2 separate regions of the Hordeum vulgare genome follow, and region 1 is linked to region 2. The links are chromatin contacts, called in public Hi-C maps. All regions are on one chromosome and are shown on one strand. Each heading gives the region's core, a stretch centred on a gene start, on an enhancer-like site or on the middle of the called end of the contact. The rest is flanking DNA. Distances are from core to core; before and after follow the strand shown.

Region 1 (5,348 bases), core at 1,715-4,214, 450 kb after region 2:
TTAAGGTTAAACCAATATGGGAGATGCAATCAGTAAGTTTGAAAAAAAATAGTAAAAAATATATGAGAAAGAAACAATGCTCTGTCTCACCAAACATGTTTCAAACCCTTACAGCTAGTTCTTTAACTAACTTCTGAATGTGCACACAACTTTATTTTTATAAGAAAAACTAAACACAGTCGAGTTTAAAATATCAGTTGGTTGATGTCATAAGCAACGGCAACTAATTGGCGAGTCCACGCAACCAGTTACTGTCCTTCACCTGATGCTGCTGCTCTATCTTGAAGAAACATCTGTCTGTCCTCTTTCATCTTATTCACGATCTCGAGTACCTTTGGGTTATGGAAACGGTCCCTAACATACTTCTTTTCCTCTGCCTGTATTTCTTTGATAGCGCTTGGATATGGATTTGGAGGTGGTTGCTTTCCTTCTCTGCGTGCAATTTGTTTCAGTTCCTTGTATGCTAGCTTCTTTGCTTTCTTTTCTGCTCCATACTCCATCTGCCGGAGGATGTTAGTCATGCAAGGAGTTATAACTCTATACCTTGAGATTTGGACAGAGCAGGACCAATAATTGGATTACTGCTCCATCAAAGAAACAAATGATATATTTTAGAAGAGGAAAATTACATCTGCTACAGCCATTGCATCATCTTCTTCGACTCCCTGTTCTTTCAACTCTAAGACACGCCAAGCAAAAACTCTTGCTGGCGGTGGAGCAAACCCACTTATCCTGAAAGAATTGCTTAGCTATTAAATTTTGTGTATAGTATGACACAAAGAGTGGGGAAAGACAATATCTGGGAGTGAAACAGAAAGGCAACGTCAGAAAAGGGAGTTGTTAGTCTGTACATGTAGAATTGTAGCTCCTTCAAACAAAAGCTTTTGACGACTAACGCATCCATTATGTAGTTGTATTAACCAGTTCAAAGGAAAAATAAGGTGAGCATCAAGTTTCAAAATAACTACTCCAATTTGCGTGGGTTTAGTTCAAATTTGAACTAAAATCACACCACTTATTTCCAAACGGAGGTAATATGTAACATTTGAAATGATTCCTCATTAACCTCACAAAAGGAATTGTAAACAAAATGGAGAAAAGGCCAAACACATTCACATCCGCAATTCTGGAGCCACATAAAACTTGTATACTTTACAGTCATAATTGCAACGATAGTTATAACAAGAAAATTACTTTACGGCATCATGGTAGAGTGAATCTGGATGCCTTCTGAAGAACCTCTTGACATAGACATCCTCAGGCAATTCTATCTTCTCGATTTTACCATCGGTTCTAGGGAATGTGACTGGAGGTGCCCTAATAAAAAAGCAACAGCGTTTCAAAGAAAAAGCAAGCAACATTGAATATAATATAAAGAGAATTAGCACATAGAAGAATAAGAGGGTGCTTGGATCCAAGGGACTAAAACTAGTCTGACTAAAAATAGTCTCTTTAAGAGGCTAAAGTTCCAAGCACCCTGACTAAAGAGGGGCTAAAACTAGTCTTGAGACTAAAAAAATTTAGTCAGGGGTACCCCTACTAAAATGTGGATTAGTCCTCTCTCTCCTCATTTAACTCCTCTCCTTTAACACAGGCGAGTTCTGGATTGGAGGGTTTGGAGGATAATAAATGCTCATTAACTTGATTTTAGTCTCTTTAGTATTTGGATCCAAGCATGGGTGAGGCTAGCAAGTTTTAGTCCCACTACTTTTAGTCATGGGACTAAAACGTATCCAAGCACCCTCTAAGACAAGCATCTCCAGTTCACAAATATTCAAGTTTACAGCAAACAGCAATTGGACCCAATGAGACAAACTTAATGTAGGAATCCTTCAGCCACAAATATCTTCTGCCTTCCCCAGGTAGGATATTTCATGAAGATCATGAAGGAAGACAACAATCAAGCCAAGAAAATCTGTTCACCTAACTATTAAATGGAGCACATCGATAAATAGCGCCATGATAAACAAATTATAGACAAGGTGCATGATGTAAAATAACACTTATGGCACTGCATAGTGTGATCAGTCCACAAATGTGCCAGGTGAAAGGGTAGGGTAGAGTTCGTTGTGTTTCACACAAACCACTCACAGCTAATGATCAACATAAAAACTGCAGGATATTTGGATCAAACATAACCGAAATAAGATTCCACAGATTTAACATTTTGGTGTGGAGTTTGAAGCTTGCATAGAAAATGTATGCGGGTTTGCCACACAAGGTGCAAATAAACTCTGAAAAACATGCTAGTCTGGTTGAAAAGCAAAACAGAGCAAAGTTCGCTCTAGGAAATGGGACTACATTGATTGGGACATTTCTGCATTCTTTCATCTAAGTAACCATGACAAATCAAATGATAAAGGAAATGGTATCATTCCTATGGGTTGTAAGGGAGTAAATCAGAATATCGAGCCACCGACAGATTATGTTGTGGTGAATACCAAACCTAGTTTTACCAACTACAGTACTAACAATCAACCGTATATGGAGGACAAATGCGATGAGTAGATCACCAAGGTTGGATCTCTCATTTCGACGCAATTCACCGAACCAACATCAAACGGCCGGAGCAAAAACATGGCGGAAGTGGAGAGGCGGAGCTAGGGATCGAGAGAGTACTGACTGCTCCATGGCCTTGAACCAGGCAGGGGCGGGCTTGGCCAGCCCCTTCACCAGTTTCCGCGTCTTCGTCAGCAGGTCGCCTCGCATGTACGACATCTTGCCTCCACGACCGGTGGGCGCGGTGGCCGCCGCCGCCGCTGCAGCCGCAAGTGGGAGGAAATGCCGGCGAGATGGTGGCGGGATTGTTTCCTTCTCGCCTTCGTGGCTAGGTCAATCAAGCAGACCACCTAAATGGGCCGGGCCGGGGACGAAACAGCCCGAACTTCATTCACGCGAAAGACGGATGGGCCCAAATGAGCCCACGTTTAGTTTATTCTTTCACTGCCCCTCTCCGGCTCTGGAATTTTCTAGAACCCTAGCACGATTCCCAAAACCCAAAGCTCCTCCTCCTCATCCTCTCTTCCATGGCGATGGTGTCCGCGCTCCCGCTCCTCCTCGTCCCCCGCCCCATCGTCTCCCCGAGGCCCGCTGCACCGGGCCGCTTCCTCTCCCTGTTCACCGCCCCTGCCGCCGTCGAGCCCCGGAAGGGCGGCGGCCGCCTCGCGCGGCTCCAGCCGCTCCACGCAGCCTCCTGCTGCAGCTCCGCCCCCGCAGCAGCATCTGGAGGAGTGGAGGCGGCCCGGGCGAAGGGCTTGCAACTTGTAGCATGGTGATTCCGTTGGACCTCTTCTTCATTCCTTGGGAATTTTCCCGTGTGGGTACTGATGCTTCAGTAGAATACTGAGACTGGGTGTGTTGAAATGGCCGCGACAGGTACCTTCTGTCTCTTGACAAGCATCCGGTGGCGACCAAGGCTGTCACTTCTGCTGTGCTGACCCTGGCCGGGGACCTCATCTGCCAGGTTCGTCGATGCCAACGCTATTGTTTGCTGCCTTAGAGAGTTAGAGTGTGGTATTATGCAATACAGCATGGGTTCGGTACTGGTTAGTTGGTTAAGTGCCGAGCTATGGTTTCAAGATGTGACCTCTTGTTCAGTTCTGTTTGGGGCTTCTTGCACTAGTGAATGATTATTGATTACATCACCGTCAACAATTCTTCAGGAATTAGATCAGTCAATGTAATATTGCACAAGAATAAAGAGTCTGATTGTTAAACATGCTGAACCAGGGTGGAATAGTATATGTATGTATGCAGTAGTAATGTAGTCTGGTAATGCAAGCCGGAGCTATTATTCATTCGAGAATGTACCAGTATCGCGATTTTGCCGTATGTCTTGTATTGTAAATTATCTACATGCATGCCTTTCATGCCATATATGTCTGCTGCCAGTGAATCATTCACCTTGTAGACTTGTAGTTAAGTGCAGATGTAGTTTAGCAGTAAAGAGAAAACCCAAACTTTGTGCTGCGTGATGCGTGCTTGTGTAATTCTGATCATGCACGAGCACCATCCCTTCTTAGTTTTGATGTGAAATTTAGGATGAGCAGACGTGTAATTGAGTAAATTGACAATCCTTTATCTACTTTTTCTTTTGTTCAAGCTTGTAATTGATAAAGTGCCAGAGCTAGACCTGAAGAGAACATTTGTGTTCACGCTATTGGGGCTTGTCCTGGTGGGGCCAACGTTGCATTTCTGGTAATCTTGTCTTGTCTATTCTACAGAAATAATGGTGATCAGTAATTACTGTATGGTCTTGTTTGGTTGATAATTGGTCTCCTTATGCAGGTACTTGTATTTGAGTAAATTAGTGACAATCAGCGGGACATCCGGTGTCATTTCTCGCCTGTTACTTGACCAGGTTTTCATCATTTCCGTCATATCCTGTTTTACGTTCTTGATTTGTTTTTTATGTTCATTGCTTTCCTGTTTGACATGTTGTTTTTAATCTGTCTCCCTGGCCAGTTCATCTTCTCTCCCGTTTTCATTGGTGTCTTCATGAGCTTACTCGTAACCTTGGAGGGAAAGCCATCACTTGTAGTGCCAAAGCTTAAGCAGGTGAAAAGGATATCAACCCTCTCAAAACCCTTCCCTGGCAGTGCGTATGCGTCCTTTACTGATGAAGAACATTTACAACATTTACAGGAGTGGTTCTCTTCATTGATCGCGAATTGGCAATTGTGGATACCGTTCCAGTTTTTGAATTTCTATTTTGTCCCACAGAAGCTCCAGGTCCAAAAAAGTTGCACATTTCGACAGTCTTTACTACAATGTTCAGTATATGGAAAATGAATTAGCGTAGCTATTTGCTGCCCCTTTATATAGTTTTGGCATGCTCTGAGTATTGCTCTCACTTAACTGCTGCCCTTTTTTTCCAGGTTCTTGCCGCTAATTTTGTAGCCCTTGCATGGAACGTGATTTTGTCATATAAAGCTCATAAGAAGGTTATTGCGGAGTAGTCAAATAGGTAATCTTGAAATCTATATCTGTACATGTAACAGACCTCCTATAGTTCTTCAGTCCTCTCGCATGAACGTTATTATCAGTCATTTCTTATTGATGTTTTTCTTTCTTTTTAATACCATACGGGAATTCATCACATAGTAACAAATTTACACTTTGTCTGCCTACTATTTCCAGTTAGCATGGCGAAAATATTTTGTTTAACAAACTACTTTGACAAGAGAAATTAGCCATGGCTGATATGAAATTTCTATGGTAATTTTTATGTGAGAGACTTCTCCAAGAACATATCTGTGACGGTGTCTTTCCTGATTACTGTATATGGCGACACTGCAATTCAATGCACTTTTGAGTTGAGGTGGCCATCTGTTGTGATCTCTAAGACT
Region 2 (5,436 bases), core at 971-3,470:
ATGAGCTCTTCGTCTGTTATGTGTCCAAAAAATCTCGGTATTAGCAAAGGTGCAATGACTGGTTAGAACGAGCAACGACACCATTTGAATGGACATGGAATTTTTTGTGTTAAATTTGTACTCCCTTTGTAGATAAAAAATACTATAAGATGTTTCTTACATATTGGGCATGTATATTAATATAAGACATTTTAGATTGGTAATAATCTTGATCGTATTTTCCAAATTTGTGGAGGAACAATGCTAACATTATCCACAATAGGAATAACATCATAGTATTATATATGTCACTTAAGCAGAAAATATGACGTCACAACTAATTAGTAAGAAGAAAGAAAAATTAATTAACTTAAGTAGGTACTTATACGTAACATAACATATACCAAGATAAGATGAGTCTATAAATTAATAAATAAAAGGTTTAATGTTACTACCTTTATGTTAGTTTTCATTATAAAAATAATAACTTAGACTAATAACATATGCATATTACTCCCTTCATTTTTAAATATAAGTTTTTTAAAATATTTTACTAGAAGATTACATACAAAGTAAAATGAGTAAATCTATACTCTAAAATATATCTAACAGCATCTGTATATAGTTTTTTAATAAAAATCTTTAAAAAAACTTATATTTAGGAACGGAGGAAGTACTACTTATGTTACTTCCTATTATGAGTAGTATTCTAAGAGCAAGTACAATAGAGCTGAGTCAGCTGGCTATAAGGAATAAGCTAATATATTTTTGTTTAGTTAGAAGAAAGAAAAGAGGAGAGAGAAGGTAAGCGGGCTCTTAGCTAAGGGCCAGCTCTAGCACGTGCTCTTAGTCATTTTGTGAGTATGAAAGGTGGATCATATAATAAAGAAGTAATACACTTTTATAATAAACTATTATACTTGTTGGCTATAAGACGGACTATAGATGACATGTTAATGACTTATAGCCAGCAGGTGACTATACTATTATACTTGTTCTAAAGCGTGTAAGTTTGTGTATTTCACACTTTCGATCTTTCGCTGAAGTGAATAACATTTTTGCCAGGCTGAAGTGAAGTGAAGTGACATTGAGGGGCCGATACCGGAGTTAATAAACCTGCCACCGGTGAGCATTGTCGAACCGTCTCCAGCTGGTTCAAGCAGCACGGATCTCGAGACCGGTCCAACGGTGGACAGTGAAAGCGCAGAAGCCCAAGAGGCAAGCCTTGCCAACGCGTGACCGGTGACACGACCGCCTGGCAGTACACACGTGTAGGCCCTGAGAACGGAAACGGCTTCTCCGAGGGGAGGGGGGCCCCAAGCGGTAGCACAGGTAAGTGGCGTGCCCTTTTTTACCCCACCGCACCACGAGACTGTGGCCTCCAAAGAAGTGAGACCAGCGAGCGCTTCGGTGGAGAGAGGAAGAGCTTCTGCTTCGACGACGTCCTCAAGGTCAGTCTCTATCTCCCGGCAAATCTCTGTTGTGATTTCCTTTTCTGGCGTTCTTGGGTAGTACTAGCAGCTTTTGGTTTTAGATGATCATACCTGTGGAGAAATGGCCACTCTTTCCTGGGTTCAGCAACGTTCCTCTTATTTAACTTTGTTTCTACTTTCTGTCGATGCCGGCCTTTTTGGTTCATAATATGCGAGGAGGAAAGGAAGATGGAACGTACGTACAACGTAGCATGCCGAAATAGATGTGTTTTCTGCCGGTCTAATACTTAAAACAACCACAATCTGTACTACATTCACATGGTATGGATACTTCGACAAAGAGTGTGTTTTCCTCTCTTTCTTTTGTTTCGATATAGAAAAGAAGATTGCTCTGTTCCTGCTTGCTGCGTTTGACAGGATCCCGTTCTTTCAGTTCAAAACTTCATACTCTATCATTGCTTGAATTTACAGATTTATTCTCTCTCTATCTATCTTTTCTTCAAAAGAAAAGATTACAGTGGACAATTGTTCAATCGGTGTCACGCTTGTTTTAATAACAATTGTAAAAAAGATATCAAGCAAATCCTTCTCGTCAGTCAACATGCCATTTTTACACTGCCACCATCGCATAAACATTCATATTAATTACACCCAGCCAACAAACGTAGTGATCAAAATATGCAAGTTTTCTGTCTCCGTGTTGCTGCATTTCACTTCACAAGATACAGTTTTGTCCTGTTTTCTCAGTTCATAAGATGATACTGTTTTCTGAATTTACATGTTTATTGCTTACTGCCAGGAGTTCACCATGGGGAGCTTGATCGATGAAGCAGAAACCGAGGAGCAGCCCCTGGACCTGAAGCCATTGCACTCACTGGCGCCGATGTTCCCTACCCCTCCAGGGTATGATGTGGTGACCACTGGATCATCCGACCCACCATTCGTCTACATCACACCAATACAACAACACCCTGGGCCGGCTCCAGCTTCATTTGATGGGCCGCCACCAGGGTTCTGCTCCTCACCACAACAACAACACCCTGGGCCAGCTCCAGCTTCATTTGATGGGCCGCCACCAGGGTTCTGCTCCTCACCACAACCACCACAACAACAACGCCCTGGGCCAGGTCCAGCTTCATTTGCTGGGCCAGGGTCTGCAGTTCCTCTCAAGGCTACGCCAATCTCGGCAGCATTTCCCGCGCGGCGGCCCAAGGAGGAAACCTCGGATGAAGATTACACTCCTGCTTCCGAGAAGAGGAAGCCATCTTCATCTTCACCCAAGAGGACAACCAAGAAGGCTCGGCAGGCTGGAGACTCCACTGCAGCTACCCACAAGACAAAAGGGGACTCCACTGCAGCCAACATCAAGCATAGACCGATCAGGAGGAGCCTGAGCAAGGGGCTCGCCGGCTGGCCCTCCACATCGGACAACCCAAGGGAGGCGGTGGAAGCGGCCATGGCCATGTTCGACTCGCTCCGGCGCCGGATGCTGCAGCTGGATGAGAAGGAGGGCTTGGGCAGGCGCGCAGACCTCAAGGCCAGTGTTCTCATGAACCATAACAACCTGAGGATCAATCAACTCAAGACGATAGGGCCCGTCCCGGGTGTCGAAATCGGAGAAATCTTTTTCTACAGGATTGAGATGTGCATCGTGGGACTGCATGCACCATCGATGGCCGGCATCGACTACCTGTCAGCTAAGTTTGCCGGGAGGGACGAGAGCCTGGCCGTGAGCATCATCTCGTCAGGCGGATACGAGAACGTTGAAGATGAGACTGACACCCTGGTGTACACGGGCCAAGGAGGTAACAGCCGGCGCAAGGAGAAGCACGACCAGAAGCTGGAGAAAGGAAACCTTGCTCTCAGCAACAGCGCCAGCAAGAAGAACCAGATCAGGGTGGTGCGCAGTGCACGGGACCCTTTCTCCATCTCAGGAGGCAAGGTGTACATCTACGATGGAGTGTATCGCATCGAGGACTCCTGGATGGACAGAGCCAAGAACGGGTTCAGTGTGTTCAAGCACAGGCTGAGGAGGGAGCCGGGGCAGCCTGACGGGATTTCAGTTTGGAAGATGACAAACAAGTGGAAGGCGAACCGTGCCACGAGAGAAAAGGCCATAGTGCTGGATCTATCATCAGGGGCTGAAAATCTGCCTGTGTGCCTTGTCAATGAAGTCGACGGCCAAAGGGGGCCGGGCCACTTCGAGTATGTTACCGGAGTGAAGCACTCGAGACCTCTTAATAGGAACAAGCCATTGCACCACTGTGAGTGTACTAGTGTGTGCATGCCAGGTGACACCAATTGTTCGTGCGCGCGGCAGAATGGCGGCGATATTCCCTACGACTTAGACGGGGTGCTTGCGAGGCATGTCCCGATGCTTTATGAGTGCTCTCGTGACTGCCATTGTACCAAGGATTGTCGGAACAGGGTTTCACAGAAAGGTGTTCAGCTGAACTTTGAGGTTTTCAGGACTGGAGACCGTGGATGGGGTCTCCGATCATGGGACCCGATCCGTGCCGGCGCATTCGTGTGCGAGTACGCCGGTCAAGTCATGGACGAACCCAACATGAACATGGATGTCGAGGAAGACGAGTACACCTTTCGCGCAACATGTCCAAGTGACAAGGCTTTAAGATGGAATCTGGGTGCAGAGTTGCTTGAGGAAAAAGGTGCAGATGCCACAGCCGAGAGGTTTAAGAAACTTCCTGTCGTCATAAGTGCAAAAGATGCAGGCAACGTTGCTCGTTTCATCAAGCACAGCTGCTCCCCGAATCTGCTCTGGCAGGCTGTGCAATATGACCATGCCGATGATAGTTATCCGCATATCATGTTCTTCGCCATGAAACATATCCCTCCCATGACTGAACTGACATATGATTATGGCATAAGAGGCGCTCCTCCGGGTATCAAGGGGAAATCTCCCCTGGTTTGCAACCTCAAGCCATGCTTCTGTGGATCTGCAAACTGTCGAGGTTCTTTCTGAGACAAAACATGCTGGGCATAAACAAGGTACAAAAAAATGTCATTGTCTCTGTTCCTTTTGTTCCTTGTAGGTTTTCCAGTCATGTTTACAAGTAGTACATGTTTTCTAGTAACATGATAAGTATTTTCATCACTCCTTTCTTGATGTTCATGGATTTATTATTCATGTCTTTGCTAGAGAAGAACGTATCCTACACACTACTACTGTAGTACACAATGCAACTATCTGTCTTCAATCAAAACTACTTCAGGATTTTGGCAATCCTATATGCGCTTTGGCCGCCAAATTGATGCTGGTATTGTTCTCCTTTTTCAGGTTGTTATGCTGCTCTATGGTACACCGTGGCTGGGCGGTCCGGCGGAGTAGCCAGCGTCTCTGTATTTTGGACAAGGGAGCATTCAGAGTAGGCAGCCGTCCTCTGTGTTTTGTATGCCAGTGGTGGCCAAGTCCAAGAGTCTGCCTGGTGGCTTCTGTGATGCAAAATCATGTGTTGTAGATCTTGCATATGCAGGCGTGTCATGTGCAAATCATGCAGCAGATGTCAAAAGCATGAACCATCTAGTATCATGTGTTCTTTACTGTTGTGCCGCTGCTGCTTCTTTTACTCTCTGAGCTGCGAACTGCTGCTTCTGTGAACGCAAGAAAGGGAAGGACCTTGTTTGGGTTGGTATTCTTGATTTAGAAGAAGCATGCCAAGTTTGATCAGATTTTTGAAAAATCTGTGATTTTTGCTCCGCCAAAAGCATGTGCAAATCATGCAGCAGATGTCAAAAGCGTGTCATGTGCAAATGCATGAACCATTTGCATTTGCACATGGTTCATAACAAAAACTTGAGTGTCTGAGCCCAGGTTCGAACTGGGGACCTTTAGTGTGTGAGACTAACGTGATAACCAACTACACCACCCAGACGACTGTGACAAACTAATTTAAATCAGGCTATTTAACAGATTTTCTGTTTGATGGAGTAAAGGTATCTGCACCGACAAATCAAAAGTTAGTGTCATCAATAATTAATCTAGAGGCTAAGCAATCCTCTCATA

Evidence for each region. Hi-C and Micro-C count contacts between places; a contact is called where the count stands out from the background.
Region 1: a Hi-C map of leaf shows a contact between it and region 2, with 4 times the contacts expected there. The contact joins the promoter of LOC123451872 here to the promoter of LOC123395829 in region 2. A contact is called at or near these places in 2 of 6 Hi-C or Micro-C datasets (leaf and seedling).

The regions. Positions count from the first base shown.
Region 1 is chr5H:311,863,548-311,868,895 of MorexV3_pseudomolecules_assembly, forward strand. LOC123451872 (protein sym-1) reads left to right here and starts at 2,965. Exons shown (of 8, transcript XM_045128419.1): 1 at 2,965-3,271; 2 at 3,376-3,463; 3 at 4,103-4,197; 4 at 4,288-4,360; 5 at 4,465-4,557; 6 at 4,645-4,731; 7 at 4,878-4,966. The coding sequence starts at 3,027. The coding sequence ends at 4,958. LOC123451873 reads right to left here and starts at 2,807. Exons shown (of 4, transcript XM_045128420.1): 1 at 2,624-2,807; 2 at 1,195-1,317; 3 at 630-732; 4 at 34-500. The coding sequence starts at 2,718. The coding sequence ends at 249.
Region 2 is chr5H:311,410,039-311,415,474 of MorexV3_pseudomolecules_assembly, forward strand. LOC123395829 (histone-lysine N-methyltransferase, H3 lysine-9 specific SUVH1-like) reads left to right here and starts at 2,221. Exons shown (of 2, transcript XM_045090864.1): 1 at 2,221-4,421; 2 at 4,711-5,113. The coding sequence starts at 2,221. The coding sequence ends at 4,395. TRNAV-CAC (a tRNA gene) reads right to left here and starts at 5,305; the gene lies at 5,232-5,305.